Regions from separate parts of the Mus musculus genome. Here regions 1, 3 and 4 are each linked to region 2. A link is a contact called in public Hi-C and promoter capture Hi-C data. All regions are on one chromosome and are shown on one strand. Each heading gives the region's core, a stretch centred on a gene start, on an enhancer-like site or on the middle of the called end of the contact. The rest is flanking DNA. Distances are from core to core; before and after follow the strand shown.

What was found. Promoter capture Hi-C pulls out the DNA fragments that hold promoters and counts their contacts. A called contact is a pair of places that touch in the nucleus more often than the background predicts.
Region 1: a promoter capture Hi-C map of neutrophils shows a contact between it and region 2, with 2.5 times the contacts expected there. The contact joins the promoter of Efcab12 here to the promoter of Marchf8 in region 2. A contact is called at or near these places in 2 of 39 promoter capture datasets (liver and neutrophils).
Region 3: a contact with region 2 is called in a promoter capture Hi-C map of liver, with 2.1 times the contacts expected there. The contact joins the promoter of Depp1 here to the promoter of Marchf8 in region 2. A contact is called at or near these places in 3 of 39 promoter capture datasets (embryonic stem cells and liver), 1 of 115 datasets of contacts at active chromatin or transcription factors (pancreatic cancer cells) and 1 of 9 other capture datasets (adipose tissue).
Region 4: a contact with region 2 is called in a Hi-C map of uterus. The contact joins the enhancer-like site here to the promoter of Marchf8 in region 2. A contact is called at or near these places in 2 of 39 promoter capture datasets (neutrophils and pre-B cells) and 1 of 484 Hi-C or Micro-C datasets (uterus).

What each region holds. Positions count from the first base shown.
Region 1 is chr6:115,836,731-115,839,734 of GRCm38.p6, reverse strand. It overlaps Efcab12 (EF-hand calcium binding domain 12), which reads left to right and starts at 1,323. Exons shown (of 9, transcript NM_001110506.1): 1 at 1,323-1,951. The coding sequence starts at 1,603.
Region 2 is chr6:116,336,415-116,339,537 of GRCm38.p6, reverse strand. Marchf8 (membrane associated ring-CH-type finger 8) reads right to left here and starts at 1,516. Exons shown (of 8, transcript NM_001302383.1): 1 at 1,323-1,516; 2 at 1,048-1,152.
Region 3 is chr6:116,649,175-116,652,090 of GRCm38.p6, reverse strand. It overlaps Depp1 (DEPP1 autophagy regulator), which reads right to left and starts at 1,407. Exons shown (of 2, transcript NM_145980.2): 1 at 1,246-1,407; 2 at 1-398. The coding sequence starts at 393. All of the region lies in intron 3 of Rassf4 (Ras association (RalGDS/AF-6) domain family member 4), which reads left to right.
Region 4 is chr6:115,890,127-115,892,962 of GRCm38.p6, reverse strand. Ift122 (intraflagellar transport 122) reads right to left here. Exons shown (of 29, transcript NM_001167763.1): 12 at 2,362-2,499; 13 at 934-1,098. Among named protein-coding and RNA genes, the nearest start is that of Ift122, 38 kb to the right of the region's middle. Within about 2 kb of position 1,357, at least 100 of the 459 cell types and tissues checked have an H3K27ac peak or open chromatin away from gene starts, as enhancers often do. A contact at or near this core is called in uterus, where this site is marked.

The DNA.
Region 1 (3,004 bases), core at 74-2,573, 500 kb after region 2:
AGTGAAACCATGGTGCCTTGTCATGGTTTTGTAAGTGTTCAGAGGCTGTGGCTCAGAAGGGCCAGTAGAAGCGAGTGCCTCGGGTTGTGGGGAGTCAGGAGGATGCTAAATCTAGTGAAGATGGTCCCCAGCACAGAGAACTTGTTCAAATGTTGATCTTTATTTTGTGACCTACAGTTTAAAATGTTAGAATCAGGTGGGTAGTTCAGCAGTTGAGTTTTCCTGGCATGCCCAAGGCTTAGAGCTCAGTGCCCAGCAGTACAAAACTTTTTCTTTTTTTCTTTTTTTTTTTTTTTTTTGGAGACAGGATTTTTCTATGTAGACCAGACTGGCCACCAATTCACAGAGCTCCTCCTGTGTACTACCATACCTGGCCAGACCACATTTTTGTAAGTGTTTAATTAAATGGTTTTGTTTTGTGTTTAACACATTTACAGCCACTAACACTAGCTAACTCAAAGACATTTCTGAGCCTGGCGTGGTGGCACATGCCTTTAATCCCAGCACTTGGGAGGCAGAGGCAGATGGATTTCTGAGTTCGAGTCCAGCCTGGTCTACAAAGTGAGTTCCAGGACAGCCAGGGCTATACAGAGAAACCCTGTCTCGAAGAAACAGGTGTAAGGCCTGAGCCTGAGTCTGGATTCTTCCGTTTACTAGACTCCTCCATGTAGTGTGGGTCATGTATCTTTCCATGCACACCCCATAGTTCACCTATTAGTGGAGATTTCAAAGGTTTATTATTAGGACTGGTTCTAACCTGTTTCTGGCTTTGATTAAAGATAGGCTCTCATTGAGTGGCTCTGGCTGGCCTGGGACTTATGTAACACAAGCTGGCCTCAAACTTAACGTCTATCTTCCCGCGCTGGGATACAAGTGGTTGCCACCAAAACTGTTGATTCCAGACCATAACACCCAGTCATAGCACCAAATACCTGTCTTTTATTTGACCTTGACTGACTAGGATTCTCAGAACCCAGGGTAGAGTTATGATACTTTTTTTAAATGAGAAAAGTGAAGCCTGAAGATAAGATCTGTGAAGGACCTGCAGCTTACAAGAAAATAGGACATTTTTTTTTTTCTTCAGAATAGGGGGCCATGGGAAGACTGGGACATATGTATGATTTCCCAAAGGAGGCACCAGCCAGAGCTAAGCAAATCGCCGAAGCTCCTGACTTCCGGGTTTGGGAGGTGGAAGGGAAGAAAGGTTCTCCCGCCTCCTTCTTGCAAGTGGAAGCGCTCAGCCAATCGGTGTAGGGCATCTATAGTCATGACAACAGAGGCTTACTCTCAGCAGGTTGAGCAGCCTTTTGCAAAACCTGAAGCTTATTTCCACCAAACGGCTAAACTGGGGGCGTACTTCATAACGCCATCTACAGGAATCCTCCGGCTCCGGGCGGCAGAGCTGTTGGAGAGCTCCAGGATAGGCTAGAAGCCTCATTGTGCCGTCTCCATTGTGGGATAGGGAGTTCCAGAAGGTCACAAACGGCCTGGATTCCTATGCCCGGACCGGACCTAGCTAGAGAACCCGGCTGAGTCACGTGACTTGGAATCAAAGCCAGGCTCTTGCGCCTGGGAACCTGCATTTTTCTCAGTTGGGCAACAATGCGTTCTATATTGAAAAAGAGACCTGGAGAGGAGACAGTCAGCTGTCTGCCCCCAAACAAGTGCTTGGCAAAGGTTTGCAATTTGAGAGGTGGAGGGTACAAACAAACAAGAAGAGTTGGATGCCAGAAGACCCATGCTCTCCGAAAACCTCCTCCCCACCCATCTAATGCTTCGCAGTGGGATGCTGGTCTCTCTAGCCACCTTTCCAAAGCACACAGTCAGAATGTGGCAGAAACCCTGGCCAAACATAGTGGGAAGCAAAAGAAATCATCCAGGTTATGGGAGGCCCAGAAAGCCGAGGAGAGAAAAAGTCGTGTGACTTTCGGCTTGACGATCACAGACGCTGGTAAGTGACAGTGCTCTTCATGGAGATGGAAAGTGTCTGCAGGACCTGGTTAGATGAGACTGGAACCAGGGGACACGTTTAATCTTAGTCGTGGACACCTAAGACCCTGTAAACTATAGAAGTGAGATGTTTTCAGAACAACTAAGATGGCATGGTTGTGCTGGGATGGGGGTGCTCAGCACGGAGGTGAGTGGGAGAAGCTGCCTGGTGTAGAGTGTTGACACTTAGAGGAGTGACCAGGACAACAGGATGAGCCCAGGATGACGGCCAGAAAGGAAGGCAGCAGCTGAGGTGTGAGTCAGGGAAGGAGAACAAGTGTGTTTTCTGAGGCGAAGTGAGGGCTCTAAGGCAGGTGCTCCTGGGAGACACACAAGGGTCAGTAAATGGGGTCTTATCCAGCATTCGAGGCCCACAGTGACGTTCTGGGAATGTACAAACAGAAGCAAAGTCAGCCAGTGACATCAGAAAGTGTACCTGTGCATGCAGGAGTGGAAATTCAGCGCTTTCTCTTCCAACTCCACCATCTCTTCTAATGACAGGATGGTAGCCTCAGCCTGTCACTGCTTGGTCATAGTCCTGAAGAGCACTAGAAAGAAGTGGTGTGAAAAGTGAGTGGGTGGTAAGCAGGCCACCTGTCTGCAAGAGGGTGGCTGGGATAACACCTGATAGGCTAATCACTGTTCTTTGCCGAGAAGAGAGACAAGGCTTCAAGGCAACTCTTATGAAAGAAAACATTTAATTGGGGGTCTTGCTTATAGTTCCAGAGGCTTAGTTCATTATCATCATGGCAGGGAGTATGGTAGCAGACAGGTATGGAAAAGTAGCTGAGATCCATACCCTGATACACAAGCTGAGAGAGAGAACACCTGATGGGGGCTTTTAAAACCTCAAAGCCACTAGGCACTGGTTGTTAGCCTTTAATCCCAGCACTCAAAAGACAGAAGCAAGAAGATCTCTGAGTTCAAGGCCAGCCTAGTCTACAGAGGTAGTTCTAGGACAGCTAGGGCCATACAAAGAAACCCTATCTCAAGAAAAACAAGACTCAACGCCCAC
Region 2 (3,123 bases), core at 267-2,766:
GTGTCACAGACATTAGACGACCAACAGCCACCTCCTCACAAAGGACAAACTTTTTAAAATGTGTTCTCTGCCTCTATCTTCCCACTGCCAGGATCACAGTGCGCCACCGTGCCCAGCGATTTTCCCTGCTAACATCAAAGTTCAGTACATCTCTTATCAATAAAGTCTCCAGAAACAAGAAGTTAGGAAAGTACACATGGCTCTTTATTTTAACTTCCTCAGTAATTTCACACTCTGCATACCCTCATTCACTGCATCCAACAGGATATTTCGTTTGATTTTATTGAACATAGGGTCTCACACACTGAATCTCTCAAAATGCAAAATTTTCTTGCTTCAGATTTTCAACATTTAGTTTTTAAAAAAAAAAGTGTCCACATCATTCCATGTATAGTTCATACATTCTTTTTCACAGCACGTGATTTGAGTATTCTAAATGAAGTATTCCACTCCCATTTTGAGTAACTAACCAAGCAAGTACATGTGAAGTCTACTATATAGAAGCACGATTGCAGTCCCTCCTGGGGCTGATCAGAAATACTGCTGTTTTTTCCAAGAGATAAGTTATATATTTATTATTTCTCTAATTGCATAACATATAATCGAACAAAATAAAGAAAAAAAAAAATAATGGGAAGGGCCATACTTCATACGTATCTTGAGACATCATCAAATTAACAAAAACATAAAACGACAAAAAAAAAAAAAAAAAACCACTTCATAATAAATCTTGACAGCTGTATGACCACTGTGTGTCTTTACGTGGGGGAGACAAAGAAGCAGAAAAGGGCTGGCTTTCTTTCTTCCTTTGTTGTTGTTTTTTTTTTTTTTTTTTTTTTCAAATGGGCTTTCAGAGAAGCGTGTTTTCTTTTTAAGGGAGGTTTAGCTGCGTTAAAGATACGTGAGAAGAACGTGAGCCATTATAATCCTCCCCTAATAAATTCCCTATTTAAAAAAACTTGACTCAGATGAAGGAGTCCAAAAAAAAAAAAAAAACATTTTTAAAGACGAGCAAATGGGCGGCGATTAAAATGTAAAGCAGCCTACCTACGCTTTGCCTCCAGCGCTTCTACTAGAGCAGCACCGTCCAGACGCCACGTCAGGCACTCAGACACCAGGAATCCACACTTCCATCTCGGACGGACGCGGAGACTGAAGCAGAGGCAGGGAGGGAGGGTTGCCCGGTGCGCGCCCTCACAGCCCAGCCCGGGCAGGACTTCACCTGAGAGAGCCCGAGACCTTCGGCCGCCCGCCGATAGGGTGACCGGACCCCGCCCCGCAGCACGCGGCCTCTCCCCGGCCCGAGACCTCCGCGCACCCACCTGTCGCGGCCTCCCAGCGGCCACACCCCTGGTGGCCCGGAGCGCGCGGCCCCGCCACGCCGCACCTCGGCGCGAGCAGCTCAGGTGGGCGCGGAGCTCCACGCGCGGCCCGCTTCCTGCATGACCCGGGCCGGACGCAGCAGGGCCGCTGGGTCAGCGCGCAGCCTACACCACCCAGCGAGAGGACGCCGACTGACCGGTCACGTGACGCGCCGGTCACGTGCCCCGCCGCGCCTCAGGCTAAAAGCGTTGCTTTGGCGACCTGGGGCGCTGGGAAGGCGGGGTAGCGGCGGCGGCCGCCTGGTAGACTGGCGCTGGGTGAGGCTGCTGGTAGACTCCGCCCGGCTTCACCTTCTCAGTGTAGAGAAAGGTAAACCTTCCGGTGCGCTAGCAAATGAAGTGGGAGCGAGAACTACGCGGTAAAACGTTTGTGTGTATGGACGAGCAGGGTTTTTTGTTTTGTTTTTTCTCTCACTCCCTAACCTAGAGAGACTCTGAGTGTATATGGTATGGATATGTAAATATGGTATTCATAATTTTTATGAGGATATTTCTGTCCATGTAGACAAGACGTATTTGACTCTACTTTGTCTACATTAAACTCATCCCTGATTATACCTGTACACTGGTGTTGTGACTTGTCCCCACCACAGTACTGTTGGTTGGACCCAAAGATTCTCTCAGAAGCTATCATTCCTAACTTTTACAATTTCTTGACATTCTAATTTTCCTAAGTCACATCTTACAGAAGGAGAGGTTTTGGCCACTGGCAGTTTTATTTATCCAATAATCTTTATTACACGGTACATTCAAGGTATTTTTTTTTAAATTCATGAGAGATTTGTAAGGCAATCCCTGCAGTACTCCACGATTTTCTATTGTCTAGAAGTAAGTCTGTTGGTTTAGCTAATCAGGTTACTCAGCATACTCAAATATGCTGGTCAGTTTGCATACTATGCTGTTTAGAGAGCAAACTGTCAGGAGACAAAACATCTGGATCCATGTAGCAAAGCAAAAAATGGGTCCATTCCTGTAGATCACCTTGAAAGCAACATTCATCTAGAAGATGGAATGGTGAATTTTTTTCGTGCAGATTTTTGCTGTGGGAAGCAGCAGCTACAACCTGAGAGAATCCTCCTGCCCTGGTGGCAGGCTTTCCTATAAGGCAGGACTAAACTTCCATTAGTGTCGTACATGGGCAAGAAGAGTCAATTAAGTGATTTGGGGGTGTGGGAGCCTGCCATCCGAAGTGACAAAGATTTCCAAGTTCTAGAAGTGTCTGAGTAGTTGTGGAGCTGGAAATATTATTTAGGCAAAGCTAGAGTCTCCTAACACAAGGATTCCCTACCCAAGAGATTTCTGAAGCCTCTCTTCATCTAAAACAAAGCTCTGAGTCCTGAGACCAAAATCTTGCATCTGTCCAAACAAGGGAACAAACAGGAAGTGGGAAGAAACCTCTGTACTTAGAAGGTAAAGCTGCTAAAATAAAGAAAAAAAGCAGTTGCTTTGAGGTGACCATTTGCTCAATGCAAGAAGCCTCGTGGCCTTTGGTAAAAATCCTCCTGTCTGTGCTAAAGGGGATGACTTCCCTCCTAGACTGTAGATCAGGGGATGCCAAGTGAGGCATGAGCCAGGGGGCCAATGTTACCCTACAACTAGTCACACTCAACTCTTCAAATGCTTAAGCACACGTTTATCAGTTACGGGTTCCTTGCAAACAAAAGATGCTGTTACAGTCGATGTTAGTGTGCATGTGTAATTTCTGCCCCAGGAGGTTTTCAAGAGATCAGGAATTCAAGGT
Region 3 (2,916 bases), core at 158-2,657, 310 kb before region 2:
GGGATCTGAAGAACCAGTCCTGTTGGGTCGACCTCTCCCATCTGCCTGCTCTCCCTGTGACTTCCCAAAGAGCCAGTCCAGAGGGTTGTCAGTGCCGGGAGAGGGCAGTGTGGGCTGCAGGCTGCTGACGCAAAGAGAGCTGTCTCCTGGAGACTCGGCCTGGCGCCTCTTCTCTCGAGTCCAGGCTGGCCGGGAGGGTCTGTTGGGACGGCTCTGGGCTGTGACCTTGTCCAGCACTGAGGTGGGCTGTGCCAGCTGACAGATACACCTGACGTAGTCATCCAGGCTGGGGGACGCTGGGGGTTCCTGCCCAGCTGCCCCATGTGACAGCTCTTCTGACATTTCCCGAATCGTTGGCAAATGGGGCACGGGCAGCAGAAGCCGGGACCTCATAGCTGCTAATAAAGCAAAAGCAACCTGTTAGCCAAGAGGAAACCAGTGGCGAGCCCGCCATGCCACCCTGACACCCTCCTACTTCCTCTCCCTCATCGGAGATGCTACACGGGGCTCGGGTACCCAGAAAACAATAAGAAACCTGCAGATCTGAGACCAAGGCTCACCCCCCTGCCCCCACCCGCACTCATCCTTCCAGCTACCACCAAAGTACCCAGCTCACTAAGGCTTCATCATTAGTGTTGTTTAAGAATAGCCAGATAGTCGGGGCTCAGTGGTAAGGGTACTTATTCTTGCAGAGAGCCTGAGTTCAGTTCTTAGCACACACATAGTGGCTCTAGCCATCTATAAATCAAGTTCCAGGGGTCTGACTGGCATGTGTGTAGCACACATACATTAGTGTAGGCAAAATATCCATGCATATAAAATAAAATAAATTAATTAAAAATTTTAAAATGAAGAACGAACAGGTAAGAAAACGGGGGGGGGGGTATTAATGTGGGGTCAGAGAACACCTAGGTTTTAAACTCGTCTCTGCCACTTAATGACTTAGAGACTGGCAATGTCACCTCTCTAAACCTCTAATTACTTGTCTGAAAAATAGGGTTATAAACATCCCACTGGCAGGGATATATGGGGAAATTCACGGAGACATAGCTTTGACATCACAGCTCTCCTGTAAACACAAAGGCCTTGTATAAACACCTTATTATCATAGTGGTCGGTGGTACCCACCCCCCTGCTCTCTATCCAGTAGTCAGGCCGTGAAAGCTCGGGATGAGAGATGCTCTCAGAGATAAACTAGCCCCGTGTTTTAAAAGTGTCAAGCCAAAGGGTGGCTGCTCTTCTTACCTGTAAGTCAGCAGTCAGGGTGGCAGGAGTCTAGATGGGTAAAGACTGTCTCCTCTAAAGGAAGCCCCAGAGGCGGGCAGTCACAGCCGGGTCTCTAGCTCTTGGTCCCTGGGAAGAGGACAGTCAGGACGATGTGCTGTGGTTTCTTCCCCTGTGCGGTCTGGCAAACCCAACACACACTGCTGCTTTTACACGGTTCCTCCGGTCATCAATCATTGTCAGGAAAAGCTCAAAATAACAGCACTTTGGAAGGTTCTCAGGGGAAAGCACAGAGGGTGGGGCTTGGCCCAGCTGCCAGCCTGGAATTTGTGTATGTGCCTGCAGGAGGTTGGGAAATATTTACACTGTAGGGTGAGGTGTGGGGCAGCCACCTCACCTGACTTAGACAGCTTTACTATGGGTAGAGAGCAAAGCCAGCCTGGGGGTTCCTGGGACCTGGGGACTGCTGGAACCTGGGACCTCCATAGGACCCCCATGGGCTTCCACCCCTGTCTGGTATAGCACAGTATTTTCTACTATGGATTACCCCAGGACCTGTGATCCTGTGACACGCCAGCCTTGTGCTAAGTTTTGCTGAGTTCCAGGCCTACACTTATGATCATGATAACACATGAGGCTTGCAGGGTGAGGGACATCACCTTACACAAGTGCCGGGGCAGCTTGACAGTCTGTCTGACTTCTCTCATAACATCTCAGATACTTTCAAGGAGAAATTTGCTTGCCCGTTGTTGGCCAGGCATGTGCCAGTGACTGCTAATGGCATAGCAAATACTGTGGACAAATCACCACGTATGATGCCTGTTTCCCAGTGAGAAGGATTATGGAGTCATCAGTGGGCAGGCGCAGTGACTCAGCACTCAGGATGGCTGCAAAATAGAGCGCCGAAGGGCTGTGGAGCAGCAGAAGAGGGGGTGGTCCAGGTCAGGTGGGCCAGATGATACCAAAGCAAGGGCAAGGCACTATAGGTTTGAGTAAGGAGCTGTAGTGTGGCTTCTGCCAGATGCCATGCTCGGGCAAATGACAGCAGCTGTGAGAAACCAGGGGACTCCAAGGGTGATACCAACACAGTGGCAGCTGAAGGCAAGATGGACAGCCCTGGGAAGGAACCGGCTTTGCGTTTCTCAGGCCTCAGCGCCTCTGCTCACCTACCCTCAGAAGCGGGAGGAAGAGGAGTTACAGAGGGAACAGTACGTTCAGGTCTGATACATGAGGGCTGGACAGACACTAGCCTCCTGCAGCATGGTGAGCTGCTGGTCTTGTGTCTATGCATTCCAAGTGTAGCATTAGAGTCATGGGTAAAGGCATGGGGACATTGGAGATACTGAACAATGCTTAAGTCAGGTGACAATTCCCAACTTACACCTGAATGATTCCACAGGACTCCAGCCTTTTGCCTGACTGTTTAGGCAAACACTGTGAGGCCGTATCAGGAAGCTGTGTGTGGTTTTGATAGCCTTAGACTCTTCTCTCTGTGGTCAGTGAGGTGTTTGAAACTAGGCATGACTGTTAGCCGACCATGAGATCCACACTGTGAGTGGGGGTGAGGCCATCCCCACGTGAAGGTTCTCATGACATCCCTGTTTTCACGGGGGCTTTCCAGGACAATGAAGAGAGAGGAGACTCCATGGGGCAGTGGGTGGGGCATGATTTCACTTAAGTGTAGTGTGGAAT
Region 4 (2,836 bases), core at 108-2,607, 450 kb after region 2:
AAGAGGAAGAGGAGGAAGAGGAGGAAGGAAGGAAGGAAGGAAGGAAGGAAGGAAGGAAGGAAGGAAGGAAAAGGTAGTTTCATGTTAGCCAGATTGAGACTCACAGGGGTCTGTGAATGCAGGTTCTTTTCCCTAAACCCTCTGCTTCCTCTGTGCCATGATGTGATAATAACTGAAGTCGTTTTGGGCTACTGGTAGACATGTAGCCCCGTCCAACTGACTGAGGAAAGCCAGACACTTCTACCCTGCTGGTTCTGTTGCCAAGGACAAGGAGGGCCTTGGAAGAGGACCCATGTCTATCTATGATGTCGGGAAACCGTGCAGGAGAAGCCAGAGAACAAAGGCTCCAATCTCAGGGGGTCCTCACTTCACATTAATTAGCTCTGACCTCTCACAATGCCCCAAAGAAGCCAAGAACAGCCCTAGTGTGGCAGAAAGCCAGCCAGGTGATGGGCACAGTCTTTGGACTGCTCAGTGACACACTTCTTTCAGCCACAGGACCAAAGACTGTGGAAACAATGCCCACTCCCAGTGATCCATGCAGCTATTGTGCTATAGTGTTCTGTGGAGTAAGCTTAGGTGAGCTTCTACATGTGTGTGCCTTAGGCCACTGGTAGCAACTAGCAGTCCTGGGTAAGGGACTCACAGACTTTATCAAAAAAGTCACCACCACACATTAACATAGCCATCAGACTTGTCACTGTCCACTCAAGTACTGCTATGGCTATGTGAAACTGAGGTTACTTGCCCATCTTCCTGAGAAGGAAACCAGTGCAAGAGGCTGGCCCAGCTACCCTGTCCCTGGGGCTTTTCAGAATCTATTCCTGTGCTGGGTCCCAGGCCCTTGTTCTTCCTCCCAGACAGGGCTTGCACAACTGGGAGACTCAAGACTGCTCCCTGTTCTGAGGACTGTGTCTCCATCCAGGACTCCACCTGGAAAAGCAGTTCCTTCGTGTGGATGTCGTACACCAGGCACGTGTCATTCTCATCCACCACAGCCAGCTTGTTCCGGGAGGCACTCATGTCCAGGCAGCGCACGGCTGTGGCCTGCTTCAGCAGGACAATAGCAAAAAGATTGTCCACAAAGATCTTCAGGATCTGGCGAAATTTCAGAGAAATAAGTGTGAGTTACCACGGCAACCAGACCCTGGACCACTGCCAGACTCTTGGCATCCCATGTGTTCTACAAGAACAACACCCACTAACTCCTCCAGAAGCTGTGTGCAGAGAAAAGACTCATTAAATAAAGGGGGGGGGGTAACCATCCTTAAGAGTCCAAAAGCATGGTTCATAGGAGGTCACTGAAGCAACAACAGGCCTGAGACATGCCAAACTGACTAATGTCTGTGTGAACTAGAGACATTTTTAATGATACTGCTTAAACTGCAGGGTAGAGGAGTCATACACTAACACAGGAAGGGCTACTGTAAACACAGGGGAGACATCTGGTATAAAGTAATAATGACGGTGCTGATGGTGACAGCTGCCATTCACTGACATCCCTGTTTCTGACAGCCCTGGGAAGAAACAGTATTGTCCTTATTTGGACAACTTGAGCTTCAGAGAGGCAAACTCATCTATCTGCCCAGGGCCATACAGCGCGTGAGAAGGAATGTGGTCCCAGGTTAACCTGACCCCAAAGCCATGCTCTCAGCCTCCCATGAGACCTGACAGCTGACTGAGGAAGCTGCAGACTATCCCGCACTGGGGTGCCGCTGCTTGTCAGCTCCTACTGAGCTCATGCTCCGCAACTTCCGTCCCCAGCAAAGACCTGACAAGCTTCAGCCACAGCCATCTGCCACACAGCTTGGCTCTCAGGCTAATGCAGTTATATTTTCACTTTCAAATTTCTATGTAGCCCACATAGAAGTTTCTTATTTTAAGCAAAGAATGTAGATGAACACACAGAGAATCTGTTCAACTTCTTGTAGCCTAGATTTCCTAATCGATTTGTCCAAACAGTCCAGTTTCCTTTTTGGTTCTAGTAACACCCTAAGGACTAGCAGCATCTAGGCCCCAGACAGGAATACTGATTAATCCAGGCACTGCCTAATAAGGCTCTGACCTCGTGCACAATCTCCGCCTGCCTCTCCAGCAATCCACTAAAGCTGTGTCTCCAACAAATCCCACCTTCGGGGTGACCTTAAGCACACTGATCCCTGCTACGTGCAGCTTGAAAGCCATGGCACCCACTCTGCCAGGGGTGAGCATGCTGTGAGTCTGAGGGCCACAGCCATTTGGCCTGGAGCTGTCTTTATGAAAGCAAACGCCAGGCTGTCTACAACCCATAGCACATCATCCCAGACAGGAAACCCGTGCCTGCCCGGACAGCAAGCTCGATGGTAGTGCAGGAAGACTCACCTGGCCGTTTTTCAGGCCTACCAACAGACCTTCTCTTCCAGCAGGGCCACCGATCACCTTGATGTAGCGGATGAGAGATTCCATCTGCCATTCCCTTTCCTTCACTCCACTGAAGGACAGGCACTGTAGCCGTTTCTCCTAGGAGACATCCCAAGCTCAGCGTGGAGGGTCAGAGAAAGAGTGCTTGCAGCCCTCCTGGGGAAACCGTCCTACACCAGCAGTGGTGATCTAACGCTGGCTCTTCCCCGACCCTGCCACCACCAATCCACCACAAGCCGCCTCAGGGGCCATCTTCAACATGGGCCTCCAGAGCCAGCAGCAGGCCACCAATCCCCCACAACTCTTCTCTATTGTGGCAGCCCTAAGTGGCAAGAGGCTTGGGACCCTCACACAGGTTTTGATACTAGTTTTACACTAGAATGGCTCCTAAACAAGGTCTTCCTTTTTATCTTTTCTAACAGGCCTGGAAAGATCA